2 separate regions of the Arachis hypogaea genome follow, and region 2 is linked to region 1. The links are chromatin contacts, called in public Hi-C maps. All regions are on one chromosome and are shown on one strand. The core of a region is the stretch at or near the end of the contact, and the rest is flanking DNA. Distances in the headings are between cores, read along the strand shown.

The links. A called contact is a pair of places that touch in the nucleus more often than the background predicts.
Region 2: a Hi-C map of an unstated tissue shows a contact between it and region 1, with 3 times the contacts expected there. The contact joins the promoter of LOC112801250 here to the promoter of LOC112801245 in region 1. A contact is called at or near these places in 2 of 8 Hi-C or Micro-C datasets (leaf and an unstated tissue).

The regions. Positions count from the first base shown.
Region 1 is chr5:36,969,302-36,975,947 of arahy.Tifrunner.gnm2.J5K5, forward strand. LOC112801245 reads right to left here and starts at 2,050. Exons shown (of 4, transcript XM_025843877.3): 1 at 1,258-2,050; 2 at 582-726; 3 at 119-178. It overlaps LOC112801246 (2-hydroxyisoflavanone dehydratase), which reads right to left and starts at 5,942. Exons shown (of 1, transcript XM_025843879.3): 1 at 4,558-5,942. The coding sequence starts at 5,712. The coding sequence ends at 4,729.
Region 2 is chr5:37,147,650-37,154,590 of arahy.Tifrunner.gnm2.J5K5, forward strand. It overlaps LOC112801250 (small ribosomal subunit protein uS11-like), which reads left to right and starts at 3,238. Exons shown (of 8, transcript XM_025846953.2): 1 at 3,238-3,816; 2 at 4,044-4,071; 3 at 4,173-4,261; 4 at 4,366-4,476; 5 at 4,568-4,613. The coding sequence starts at 4,184.

The sequences.
Region 1 (6,646 bases), core at 800-3,299:
TTTAACCAGGAAAAGAAAAGAAAGACAAAAGGGGAAAGCATTATTGATTACAGATGAGGGAAAAAGAAAGCAAAACATAACCACATAATAAAAAATATAAAAATAAATAAATAAGCACCTTTTTCTGTTCTACTCCTTTGATTTTGCACACCAGTTCATATAGGTCCCTTATGTTCGCCTAAATTATATCAGAGAAACAGAAAAGCAATAATCAGAACTACGTTGGTCTAACATTTCAATTATCACATTATGCCAAGTTAGAACCAAAGTAGATGGCCTTGGAAAATATGCTAATAAGAAAGAATAGAAGAACTTTACATATAATAGCAAATCATGTTCTTTACATGCAATAGGCTATCAAGTAATGTCAGTGTTCCAATGTCTTCCTCACAAAATACTCAACAGTATTTTTTCTTTTTGGATAAAAGATGAATATCATTGACATAATAATGCCAATGTGTATTACATATGCTTTTAAAATTGAATAGGTGTCGTACTTTAACGGATTCAATACTCATCTGTACTTAGTGCAACATAACCGCAAAACCAACAAGACAACCCCATATGAAATCAGTTGGTACCTTTTTGCTTAATTTTACAGTTGACACACTGTTATCTCTGGCACCAGTCAACTCCAAAATGAGTGGGTGAACCTCAACACTATATTGCTTCTGTGCAGCACCCTGCGAGATCAACTTCCTCGGTAATGCTGGTCCACCTTTATACCTAGACCATGGTAGACAGAAATCTGTTACATATTGTACAAATCAAACAGTAGTGACCATCAGATGACACAATTGAAATATAACCTTAACCGCCCAAGTTCCAAGACTTCTCCATTTATATGTTACCTTCATGATGTCAATACCAAAACCTATTAAAAGATAGCAGATACAATGATGGAGGTAATCTAATACTTCAAATCTGCTTCCATTTTCTCATTATTCAAATTTATCTTACCATACTGATTTCAATCTCTTCCTATCAAGATCCAGAACCTCTAAGACTTGATAAATCATACTAAATCACTTCAAAAGTAATTTTTTATTTTATATTATTTTTCCAGAAAAACTAATAATAATAATAAACCAGAAGCAGTTTCAGATAAAATCTTTAGATATTATCACTTTATCAGATAACAGATATTCAACAATACCAACAATACAAAGTACAAACCAAAGCAGTTTCAGTAATTCAACAGAACAGCAATTGAAAATGAAAAACAAACAGAACAGCAATTTCAGTCAAATTACATACCTGACTCGGTGGCTCGGGCTCCATCTCTGACTTGAATCGGTGACTGGGTGGGAGGTGTTGTGTTGTGGGTGGCCAGAAACGCTGCTGGGTGGTGGCGTGGTGCGGCCTGCTGGGTGCGACTGTGCGAGGGTGGTGCTGGGCTGCTGGGCGCTGGCTGTGGCTGTGGCTGGGGCTTTCGTGGTGCTCTCTCTGTCCGCGAGGAGGTCCTGGGAGCAGTGGGAGGAAAGATTCGGCGGCGCTGGGAGGTGGTGGGAGGAACGGTCTCGCCGGCGCTGGGGTGCAGAGAGCGAGACTGTGAGAACCGAGAAGAGAGGGGCTAGTTTCCGTTAGGGGGTGGGACGTGGGGGTTACTGACTTACTGGGTTAGAAGAAGTTAGGTCACGTTCATTTGGGGGTGCTTTAGTGTTCAACGTTCACCTTCTCTGTACACAATTTTTTTTTAATTATTAAAGATTTTGCTGATTTATTCATACAAATTATAATCTCATATTCTCGTCATTATTAATTACCACCTTATTGTGCTACACCTAGTGATAGCATCACATTGTGATTTTCACTGTCAACACCATAGAATTTTCCAATATGAAATTGATAAAGCAGAGTTGAAGGTCCCATAATATTTTAATAAGAGTCTTTTGGGTCCTTGCATAGTGCATACTAGCATGTTTACCAGTTACACTGAAACTCTAGATATCCACTTCTACACTAATTTAATAATTTATCAGATAAGACTAAAGGGTTGGTACTGCAAATACTACAATCTTATGAAATTATAAACACCGAAAAAGATAACAAAGTAAACATGGAAACAGCCGATAACCTTAAAAGTAGTACAAATTAAAGAAAGTATTGTAGAAACACGATTGCGAAGCAGAGAGTTGAAGTTGCTTCATCTTGGATACGAGTTCTCCTTCAGCAATTGTGGTCTTCCAGCAATAAAGTCAGATTCATCAAGTCTCAGTGTCACCAGTTACTACTTTTGCAAGATAGTGTTGTCAGAAGCTCTAGTTCAAGCTTACTACATTGTTTGGCATAAAGCTTGACTGCATAACTTCCATCACCATCAGGTTGTGTCTCATGGTGAAGGCTTGCTATGGCAAAAGACGCATCTTCAATTCCTTTGGCCTTCTTCATGGCCTCTTCCATATCCAATGTCCCAAAATTCTGCGTGAAAATAGACTTATTAGTGCTCAGGTGCTTGGTTATTCGCTTCACAATCTCATCTCTGGTGTTCTGACTAAGAGGCCATAACTTTATTGAAATAGGTCCTTTAAGGAAGTTCCACTCCACACCATCCATTGCCATTGCAATCAGACCTACAACATGCAGGAACAGGTGTTACACTAACCAGAAGGCAGAAGCCTTTATTCTTCTTGAAATTGGGGATAAAACTTGAAAATATTAAATATTCAATTAAACGTTAACAATCTTTATTATTGTTTTCCCTCTTCCTTCCTTTAAACGCATGAAAAGTTGGACACACGTACTCTGAAGTTTAAATAATTTGACTAAGCCAACATTGTACAGGACTACAGGGTAAATTATATAATAAACTATGATGAGTATAATCTATAATAATTTATGTTAACATAATAATACAGTTTCCAATGATATATAGTATTAAGGTAAAGCGGCAAACGAAAGAATAAACTGCAGGCCAAATAAAGTGACATAAAAATCATAAATGGGGTGAATTACAAATGAATAGCGTGGAAAGACGTATTTTGATTTTATAGTTTTAAGTGGCATGATAGTCGGTTTGAAAAATCCAAAAAGGAGTAAAACAGGAAGATCAAACAATGGAAAGTGTTTGGTCGGTCAGCAAAAGTAAACAACAGAAAAGAAAACATATACTTAGTAAGTTGGCTAGCCCACAAATCTTGCCTTTAAAAATGTAATCGAGCGATCTGTTTGATTCTGAACTGATGAGACTATATGCAAAGGGAAGCAAGCGAGGATGATAGTATGCAGGAGAAAGCGTAATGAAGCACAAAATGTGGGAGCAGTAAAATGGTGCAATCAAATTTTGATTTGTAATACAAGTTTCGCATGTATATATTAACGGCTCACATATATATTTGCCGCTGCTTGCGGTAACCACCTAATTAGAAGTAACAACCGGCTCTTTTTAAACATTATTGATTATTGAAGGGAGTTACTATTGTTGTCATATATAGATAGATATCTTTCCACTTTCAGCTTCCTTCTTTGTGTTTAACTTAAAAAATATATATTTAAAAGGAAGTTTTTCTCTTTGTTAAGTGTAAAATGATAATATAATTAACACCAGTCTGATCTTATTATTCATTTGATTAAATAGGTAATGTACTTTGGTACAAATCTTCAAAGGGATTGCAAAACTTATTATTTTTAGAGGGATATCAAAACTTATTATTGTTAAGTGCAAAACGTGACAGTGACACGCAAGATCTGCCGAATTCCTACCCAAGATAAACCCTTTTTCTGCAAAATTGACTTTCAGAGGATTGCAAGTCAAATTCACCTAGCTAAAGTTTTCCTTTTAATGGTTTTTTTTTATCACGTCTTTTCAATGAGTCGTCTTCTTCAACTCAAATATCTTTTCTTTGTTAAGCTGAGCTTTTTTTTTTTTTTGAGAAATATTCAAACGACTATCAAAATTTATTTTTTTTGTTATTAATTAATTATTAATATTTAAAAATATAAATTAAAAATATGTTATTAAATTAAAAAATTAAATTAATGACTAAAAATGATTATAAAAAATAAAAAAATTTTAAAATTTTTTAAAGATAGTTATATATAATATGTAAATTTAATAATAATTAGAATTTGGTATTAAAAACGCAGAAATAAATTTATGTCGGATGCAAGGGCAACTCATGTTTGTTGTGGTGAAGGAGGAAAAAGATAAAAAACTTTAGGGCGGGGCCCAGGGAATCAGAACCAAATATTATTAATCATAGACCCATCATCCTTCAGATAAGGGTGTAATATTTTCATTGTTTCTATTATTATTACGAAAAATACTAGATAAGTAATTTTTGTGATTTATAATCATTAAATAGTTATTAAGATAATTTTAATGGTATGAGATTAGTATAAAATTTTATTCAATAACTTATTTTTTTTTTTTTTACATATTAACCAGAATTTAACAAAATTATTAGCTCCTAAACTTTTTTTATTATTATTAGATAATTAGATAAGATGACTACAACCACCAGAAACTTACATTGAAAGAGAAAATAAACGATAGTTGAAATTTGAAAATTCAAACGGAGAATTGCGTTGAGAGGTATAGACATTAGACACCAACACTTAAGGCAAGAACTTGCATACCCATCACTTTAATTATCGAGTATTATGAAAGAAACTTTGGCAAATGCAAAATTACTCACTAGCACACAAATTGCAATACATCCCTTAATTTTAATTTTCAGTAGCATGCCTGTAATATGTAACTAAGAAGAAGAAGACACGTTATAAGATTCAGTGAAGGATAAAGTGAGCCAAGCGTTTCATGAGTTTCAAAGCATTTTCGGATTCGGGAGTGTGAATGTTAAAAACATGGTCCTCGTGTTCAGCTTCGTAGAGTTCCAGATGACCATGCCACCCACTGTTCTTAACAGCTTGATAGTACCAAACCCCTCTGTCCCTTAATGAATCCTTTTCAGCAACGCAAACTATTATCTTGGAGCACCCAAGAGTAGCCAAGCTGGGAGCCTCAGGGGCCAAGGGATTGATCAGTGGGTTATCCAACCCGCCTGGCGCATTCGGATACACCAAACCCCACACCACATACGGTGGACTCTCCTCGTGCCCTTCCACTGCTTCAGATCCGATGGGTTTTGTGCTCAAGAAGTATGGCTGAGAGAGAAAAGCACCCAACACTTTGACCCCGTTAGGTAGAGCTTCAGCACCAGCACGCAAAGCAACGTTGTGAACAAGGTTAGCACCGGCACTGTCGCCGCCGAGGAACACTCTTTGGAAATCGCCATGGTTGAGGATCCATGGATCAGAATCAGTGGAAGCCACCCATTTGAGTGCTTGCCAGCAATCATGATATGCTGCGGGGAGAGGGATCTCCGGTGCCAGCCTGTAGTCAACAGAGACAACTAAGATGTCTGCTTCTGCTTTGGAGAGGAACAAGTTGAAGTAGTTGTGGTGGCGCTCGTTGAAGGCAGATTCAAAGAAGAAGGCTCCGCCGTGGAAGTACACCAAGATGGGGACTTTGTGGGCGTCGTGGTGGTGGATGAGCTTTGTTGGAAGGTATAGACGCGCGGAGATGGAGGGGTTGCTGGAGATGACGATGTCTTTGGAAGAAACTGATCCAAGAGTCGAAGGTGGAACAAGTGGAGAGCTTTGGAGGCGCTCAATGGACCCGTCCTTGAAAACCTTCACAAGGTTTGGGATATGAATGGTAACCTCTTCGTCATCAGCCTTGGCTACGGAAATAGAAGTCATTGCAGCCATGAGCCAACAGGAAAAGTCAGAGTAGTTGGTGGTGAACAAGGATTGGTTAATTGTTAATGTTAAGGTATATTATACGAGTCACTTTGATAAAGACGCAAAGAATGTTTTTTTTAAGACCTTACATGTGTTACAACACGTATTTATTAAATCGATTAATAATTTATTTTTAAATAAATTAGAATAAAATTAATTTATTATAGTATTAATAATAAATTTAATTGTCCATATTATAATTATTAGATCCGATTAATTTATATAATTTAAACTGAATCGTGCTAGAATATTTTGAGAAAAAAATAAATATATTTTTGATTTTTTATTTTACAGATATTTAAATTCTTAAAAATTTAAAAATATAATTAGATCCCTAAAACAAACTCTATTCCTAGACTCTTGCCCAAGCCTAAATTCAATCTCCTACTAATCTCTTAATCTGATCCGAAAAAAAAATTCTAGCCTTCAGTGTAATACTTTACTATATAGAGCTTTATACTTAAATCATAAAATAGAGGTGGTGATGTATTGCGACTTCTAAGGTAATATATATATATAGTTGAAAGAATTCGTAATTAGGAGTCTTGAAGAAAAACTTAAACAAAAACCGCTAAAAGAAAAGCGCATCACACACGTAAAAAGATAACCAGATAAAAGGAATGATAAAACTTATATACATAAAGAGCAGAATACCAAAAGATACAAAATATCAAACTCCATACTCGACTTGTGAAGTCAAGGTCAGCTGGAGTATTCATATATAGATATATACATAGCTCCAAAGTTATCCCAAATCAGAAATAAAACACCTGTTTTTCCAAAAGTAACCTCTAAGAGGGTAAAATACAACATATTCATATGGAGAATTTATATACATAAATACATAGCCTAAAACCAAAATATAATATCCCCAAAAGTGATATCTTCACTTGCATAGAGA
Region 2 (6,941 bases), core at 1,988-4,487, 180 kb after region 1:
TTCTTCTCATATTGCACATTCTTAATTAATCAGTGTTCAATTCCTATGTTTATGTATGGTGTATTTTTCAGGTGATTGATGTATTAGTTAGCCTCTTCTGTTGTTCTATTATATCTGCAGAGACGTTGTGGGATGGTGGTTGACTTCTATGCCAGTTGCTTCCTTACAGTGAGTTAGAGTTCAACAACAACCACCTTAAGATGGTGTTTTGCTCTTAATAGGTACATCAGTGTTTTGCTCTTAATACGACAGTTGCTCTTTATAGATTTTGGTTCCATGTTTCTTATTTATTTGTTTCTTTATTTACTTATTTGAAGTTTGAAATTGGATTGCAAGATAAGGAAAATGTTTGAGGAAAAGAGGTGTTACAGGAGGCTAATCTGATTCAATCTACTCTTATTGTCAATTATCTATATTTCCATCTCAATGTGTTCCTGTCCTAAATAACATTATTCATCTTTTGTTGTTTAGGAAGCTTGTAGACAAGATTGCAGCTTCTGGGTACTATGTGGTTGTTCCGGACTTCTTTTATGGTGAATCCTATGATCCTCAGAATACTAATGACCTTTAGGAATTGGGAGTTAGTGATGGCGTGGGTGTAAAGTCTTTAATGCAACTTGTGTTAGTGATTAGATAAATAAAATAAAATAGAATAGAAGTTACTCACATAAATGTTTGATAAGCAATAAGCAATAAGCTACTTCGGACCTGTCTCAGCTGCCAATAAGGTTAGAAATCAGTATCTTTTGTCCATATATGTATTTATTGCTGTAAATCAATGGCTTATTGAATTCTATTTTTGGCTGCAGTTTTTCTCATCAAATGGTTTTCCTTGCCCAAGTCTCCAGAATCCTCCTGATCACTTTGTAAAAATTATTAACAAGGATTTTGAACAGGTAGGTAGAATATGAATCAATCTAAGATCTTTACTGAACAACAATTTATTTTAAAGGTTACAATGATAGGTAGAATAAAAATCACTCTAATATCTTTCTTGTTTTGCTTGATGGATTAAGTCTAGGTATAGCTTGCCACTTATTTTATGCCTTCAACTTTCTCTGATTTCTCATTCATATGAAGGTAAACAAAAACAACCCTCCTACCCCCAAAACACACATTCATTCATATGAATGGAATTTATGGAATGAAAACATAAGGTGGAGATGCTTTGATGTAAAATACTTGTTATATAAGTAGACAAGCATTTGATTTTAAATAACTGCATTATTATTGATCATGATAGTTTAGGTAAGTTAGTTTTAGTTTTAGGCCTGTAATATCTTATATGTACTCAAATTGATTCTTAACATATTAAAATAACTTGCTGGAGGTGAAAGGTTGGATCAAAAAATTAAAAAGAAGAGATTTGTTGGAGCTGTAGGAAATAGAGTCATGACTGGTGAAAGAGATGTGAAACGATCTGCTCTTCCAAAGGCAAATGCTGATTTGAAGATGCGTTTTTATGATACACAGGGTTTCAGGTAGTTTGTCTTATTATAGATTTCAGGACTTAGGTTTTAGTTGTCATGCTAATACTGACCAAATAGTTTTTTTGAGGATTTATTAGATTTTCCATTAATGATGATATATATGGAGTAATTTCACACACTGGTTTTCATCTAACAGAATTTGTTAATGGTAGAAAATATCATATGAATAATTCTATGCTTTTTGTGTATGTTAAAACTGAATGGATCATGGTCATGGTATTGAATCAACGTCACTGTTATAGGGTTGAGTTTGCTTTTTTGTGTTATCATTCTTGTCTTTCTTACTCTAAGATCAAATATTGTGTCTGTCCGTACTCTGTATATGGGCAATTACCTTATGTTCAGGAAATCAATTTAAGTAGCTGTTTGTCTTTTGTTCTAGTTGATTTCAAGACCAGTTGGTGGGAAAGTCTGGTGTTACCCCCAATCTTTCAACCTCTTTCATTGAGACACTTGAAGCCAATGAGCTTCTCAAGGTATCAATTTCAATTTCCCTGTTAATTGTGTTGTTATTTTTATTGGAGGAACATGCTTGAGAGATTGTCTCGCTTCAGTATTGTTATGCTTGCCATGTGTTTGATGAATTTCCTAAGAGAGATGGAAAAGAGCGGAACTTGTTTTTTGTGTTTCCTTTTTCCAATTCACAAGATTTAGGTACTTTCCTCTTGGATTGCTTATGAAATTGGGTGTAAGTTTTCTCATGTTTTACATTTGTAATTGGTAGTATTTTTCCTTGCTTGAAGTTGTTAGTTATTATTAAACCACTGTTTTGTGCCTAATATAATTGATGAGTACTACTTGTATGTACTACTTCATGACCAATAATTATTTTAGATCATTTTCGTTATTGTATATATTGTACTTATCCTTTTAGATCATTTTCGTTATCATTTTAGATCAACAATTTACTTAAAGACATAAACATGCAGGTCTTGGTAGGTCAGATGTATTACAGTGGTTATGGTGTTCCCAAAGATGACGAAAATGTGTGTTCTTTCTTTTATTTTGGTTTCTTCTTCTGCACCTGCAACAGCAGTAGCGCCCATCACCTTTGGCTTCAAGAATTTGATGGAAACTTTCACTGTTGATGTGCACAGAGCAGAGAACAGGCCACTGAACGTGCCTTTGATTGCACCTTTTACCGTTGCATCATCAAGGTTGGAGATGGTAGAGAACGTGGCCATTAGAATTGAACCCAGCAATGACTCTGTGGGATGGGGTGAGGCACCAATTCTGCCTTTTGTTACTGCTGAGGACCAGAAAACTGCCATGGCCAAGGCTTCTGAGGCATGTGCCTTTCTCAGGAGATGTCCTTCACTGACACTGGGTTCCATGTTGGAGGAAATTGCTGCTATTATTCCTGGCCATGAATTTGCTTTTGTGAGTGACATTCAGTTAAACTCTTCATCTTCATCATCATATTAATTTTTTCTACTCATTCTAATGTTTTCCTTTTGTACTTTTGAAAGGGACGTTTTGCATGCCCCTTTGCTACATGAATTCATATGGCTTTAAATTAACTACGATCCTTTTTATTATTGGTAATTAAGGAAATGAAACGAGACTTGTAAAATTTGAGAAAGTTTTAGTCTTCAATTAGACATTGTATTTTGTTGTATTTATTTGGTTGACTTTTACCATTATGCCCTGCTTTTTGCGCCTAAAATTTCTGCTTTGATTCTTGTCTTTGGTTGCTTTTGAGAAAATGTGTTGTTTCAAGGTAGCTTAGATTGTTTGAAAGTTGCTAGCTTTTCTTGTACAGGAATCAATATCAAAATGTACAAAGGAAAATGAATCTTGTCCTGGTGCTTTCTAAAGGATAATTCAACATTTTTCTTTCATAGTACATAATTTTCTCTTAATACTACTATAGCAATAAAGCTATTTTCATTCCGTTGGTTTATGTAATGTTAAAGAAACTGGGTTAATGGAAATAATAATAATAATAATAATAATAATGGAATGGTGGAAGTTGCAAAGAATAATAAGAGAGGACACAATAATAGTAGTAAGCAAACTGTTCATAGGAAATCCATTGAGACATTTGGTCAAAGAACTTCACAGTACAGAGGTGTCACAAGGTTAGTCAAATTTTTCACTTTCATTTTCATTTCATTATTAATTTTATCAACTATTTAAAACATACTTTTATTTTGCTTTTTTGGTTTTTATTTTATTTTTTGCCTTTTTATTTAAATATATATATTTTTTAACATTTTTTCCTTTTGATTTTCTTCTATTAGGCATAGATGGACCGGCATATATGAAGCACATTTGTGGGATAATAGTTGCAAAAAAGAAGGGCAAACTAAGAAAGGAAGACAAGGTAATTTGTGAAAAAAATAAAATAAAATAAAAAATTATATATTCTTCATTTGTTGACATTTTAAAATTTATTTGTTTGAATTTCTTCATTATTTTTTTCCCTTTTGCAAATATTTTTTGTCCAATTAGTATGGATAGTTATGAGCTGTTTCCAGTTTTCACTCTAACTTTTTCTCTCTCTCTTGTGAATATCCAATGTTCACATTGTGGATTACAAATTCAATCAAGTGAACGTTGCATGATATAGTTTAGTTGGGTAAGTTCTTAACTAAAGACTTTTATTTTCAACCATCTTCTTGTGATTGCTAATAAGTGTTTTTTTCTTTTTATTTTTTCTTTTATATGAATTGATTAAAGGTGGCTATCATATGGAAGAAAAAGTTGCAAGGGCTTATGATCTTACAACCCTTAAGTATTGGGGACATTCAATACACATAAACTTTTCGGTATATTCTATAGTTTTGTTTCTATTCTAATTATTATTCTTTCTTTTTTCTTTTATTTCATATTTATTCCAGTGATATAAAGATGCTATTTTTTTCATTATTAGAACTTGTTATGTTGGTTGTGCAATTGGGAATGTGATAAGGATACTGTTAGAGAGGGCAAGCATATTTTTGGTGTTGCTCACATTTTTGCATCATTCATTGACATTTTTAGTGTGAGTAAACTATGTTCGTATTTTCTCCTTGTTCTTATTTTATTTGAATTTGCTGAATCGATGGTTTTGATCGGGTGATTTCTCATTGCAGCATGTGATTGATTTGTCTAGAAAGGAAACCTTTGTCCGCATCACTGGTAAGTGTGTTTCTCTTTCCATTGTATTAAGCTATAAACAAAGATTCTTATTACATGGATACTTTATTCTATAACAGTTCTATAGCCAATTTCAATTTTTTGGGGTATTTGAAACTCCTGCCGTATATTTTTTACTTTTTTCAAGATTATGATTGGACTGAACGGCTGATGATCTCCTATTTTATGAAATTGTTTCAAAATACTGAAAATATTTATTTCTGTGATAAAAGAGTAGAAATAGGATTATATAGGAAGCTAAAACTACTAGTAGATAAGTTTGCACCAAAAGAACAACAAAGGTAAAGGAAAACAGAAAATGAAAATCTCCATATAAAACAAGATACTGATACAATGTAATAGTTTATGATGAATCCAATATTTTTAATTAATTTCTGTCCTCTACATATGCACTCTCCTGTGAAAATGGTACCTACTAGCATAGCCGAAGAATTCGCTGGCGTAAATGTATGATGGAAATGATATGACATTTGGGATATCATCAAGAATGGCTAGCGTTGTTTTAATCACTCTGTGTGTATTTATGTAAAAATTTCACAATGAAATTTTGATAATTAACTTGGCACTATTGTCTTTGTTCTTGATACATTGTAAAAACAAAAAAATTTCAATGAAAATTTGATAATTAACTTGGTACTATGGTCTTTGTTCTTGATACATTGTAAAAACTAAACACCATGTTTGGTTCTATTGCTAATATCAAATACTGGTTATTTTGAAATACTATGAATGTTTGGATACAAGTTAGATAAAAATTAGATGAAAATTTGTATTCATTAAATTTATATTTATTTTGTATGAAAACTGGTTTATTTTGCAATAGAAAAATCTAAAAAAATGTTTTACCTTACTGACGGATTTACAGACGAATTTTCCGTCTGTATTTAGAGTTTGGAATGCTTTCAAGGCTCCAATTCCGTCGGAGAATCCGTCTATAATTACAGACAGAAAATCCGTCAGAAAATTCGTCTGTAATTATCAACAGAAAATCTGTCGGAAAGTTTGTCGTCCTCGAAATATGAATGGAGAATTTACAGAGGAAAAATCCGTCGGTAACTAGTAAAAATCCGTCGGTAATTTTCCGATGGAAAAAAATTCGTCGGTGAATAATTTTCGATGAGCTTTTACAGAGGGACAAAATACGTCTGTAATTTTGTCGGTAACCAAAAATTCGTCTGTAATAAAGACTAAATCTGTCTGTATTAATTCATTTTTTAGTTGTATTTAAATTTATAAATTTAAAAATAATTTACTATTAAAAGATATTAATATTAAATAAATTCATATATAACAATAACACACAATATATAATTCGGGATTATACTAATTTGTAAAATTACTTAATACAAAGAAAAACATAATTAGGCTCTATAGTTAACGACAAGTATTGTGAAATTGCCATATGTGTTCAATCAAGTCCTCTTTTAATTGTCTATGTTGCTGCCTATTTTCAAGTTAGGCATTTCTTTGGAGAAATTGATGGTATGATGCAAAATCTTTTTCTCCCAACTGAGGTTGTGATAAGCCATTTTCGACATCATCATACTCTAAGCATTGAGTAAAATTTTCTGCATAAGTGTCTCTTTCATCCTCAACAATCATATTATGCAATATAATACAAGCTCTCATTATGTTGGCAAGCTTCTTCTTTTCCCAAAAACGAGCTGGACCACGTATAATTGCAAAGCGTGCTTGCAACACTCCGAATGTTCGCTCCACATCTTTTCTTTGCCCTTCTTGGTATTGTGCAAATAACTTACGTTTCTCCCCTTGTGGCTTTGAGATTGATTTGATAAATGTGGCCCATTCAGGATAAATATGGATGAAAATGGAAAATGTGGTGTTTGTGAATTTTGATTTTGCGGTTGGAATATAGGAAATTGATTATTATAAGGAGCTTGACAATTGAAATTAAAAAGATTTTGTGGATTTAGATTTTGAAATGTATTCGGTAGTGTGAAGTTTTAATTTGGAACTTGAGAGTTTGAGGTTTGAGATTGTTGGGTAGTTGGAATTTAAGGAAAGTTTTGTAAGTAATTGAAGAAAGAGTTGAGTTGGTTTGAATCCTTTTTTTCAAACAAAAAATAATATTAGCAAAACTTTGATTTCTGGAAGAAGATGAAAAAGAGTAGTAGAAAGTGTGAGAATAGAAGTGTATCTAAGTGGTATATATAGAGTAACAAAATATAATTTATTAATAATAATGGTAACATAGTAACAGCTAGTTTTCAACAGCTAATTTTGCAACGGTTAGTTTTGCAACGGCTAATTTTGTAACGACTAATTTAATATAATAATATAAATAATATT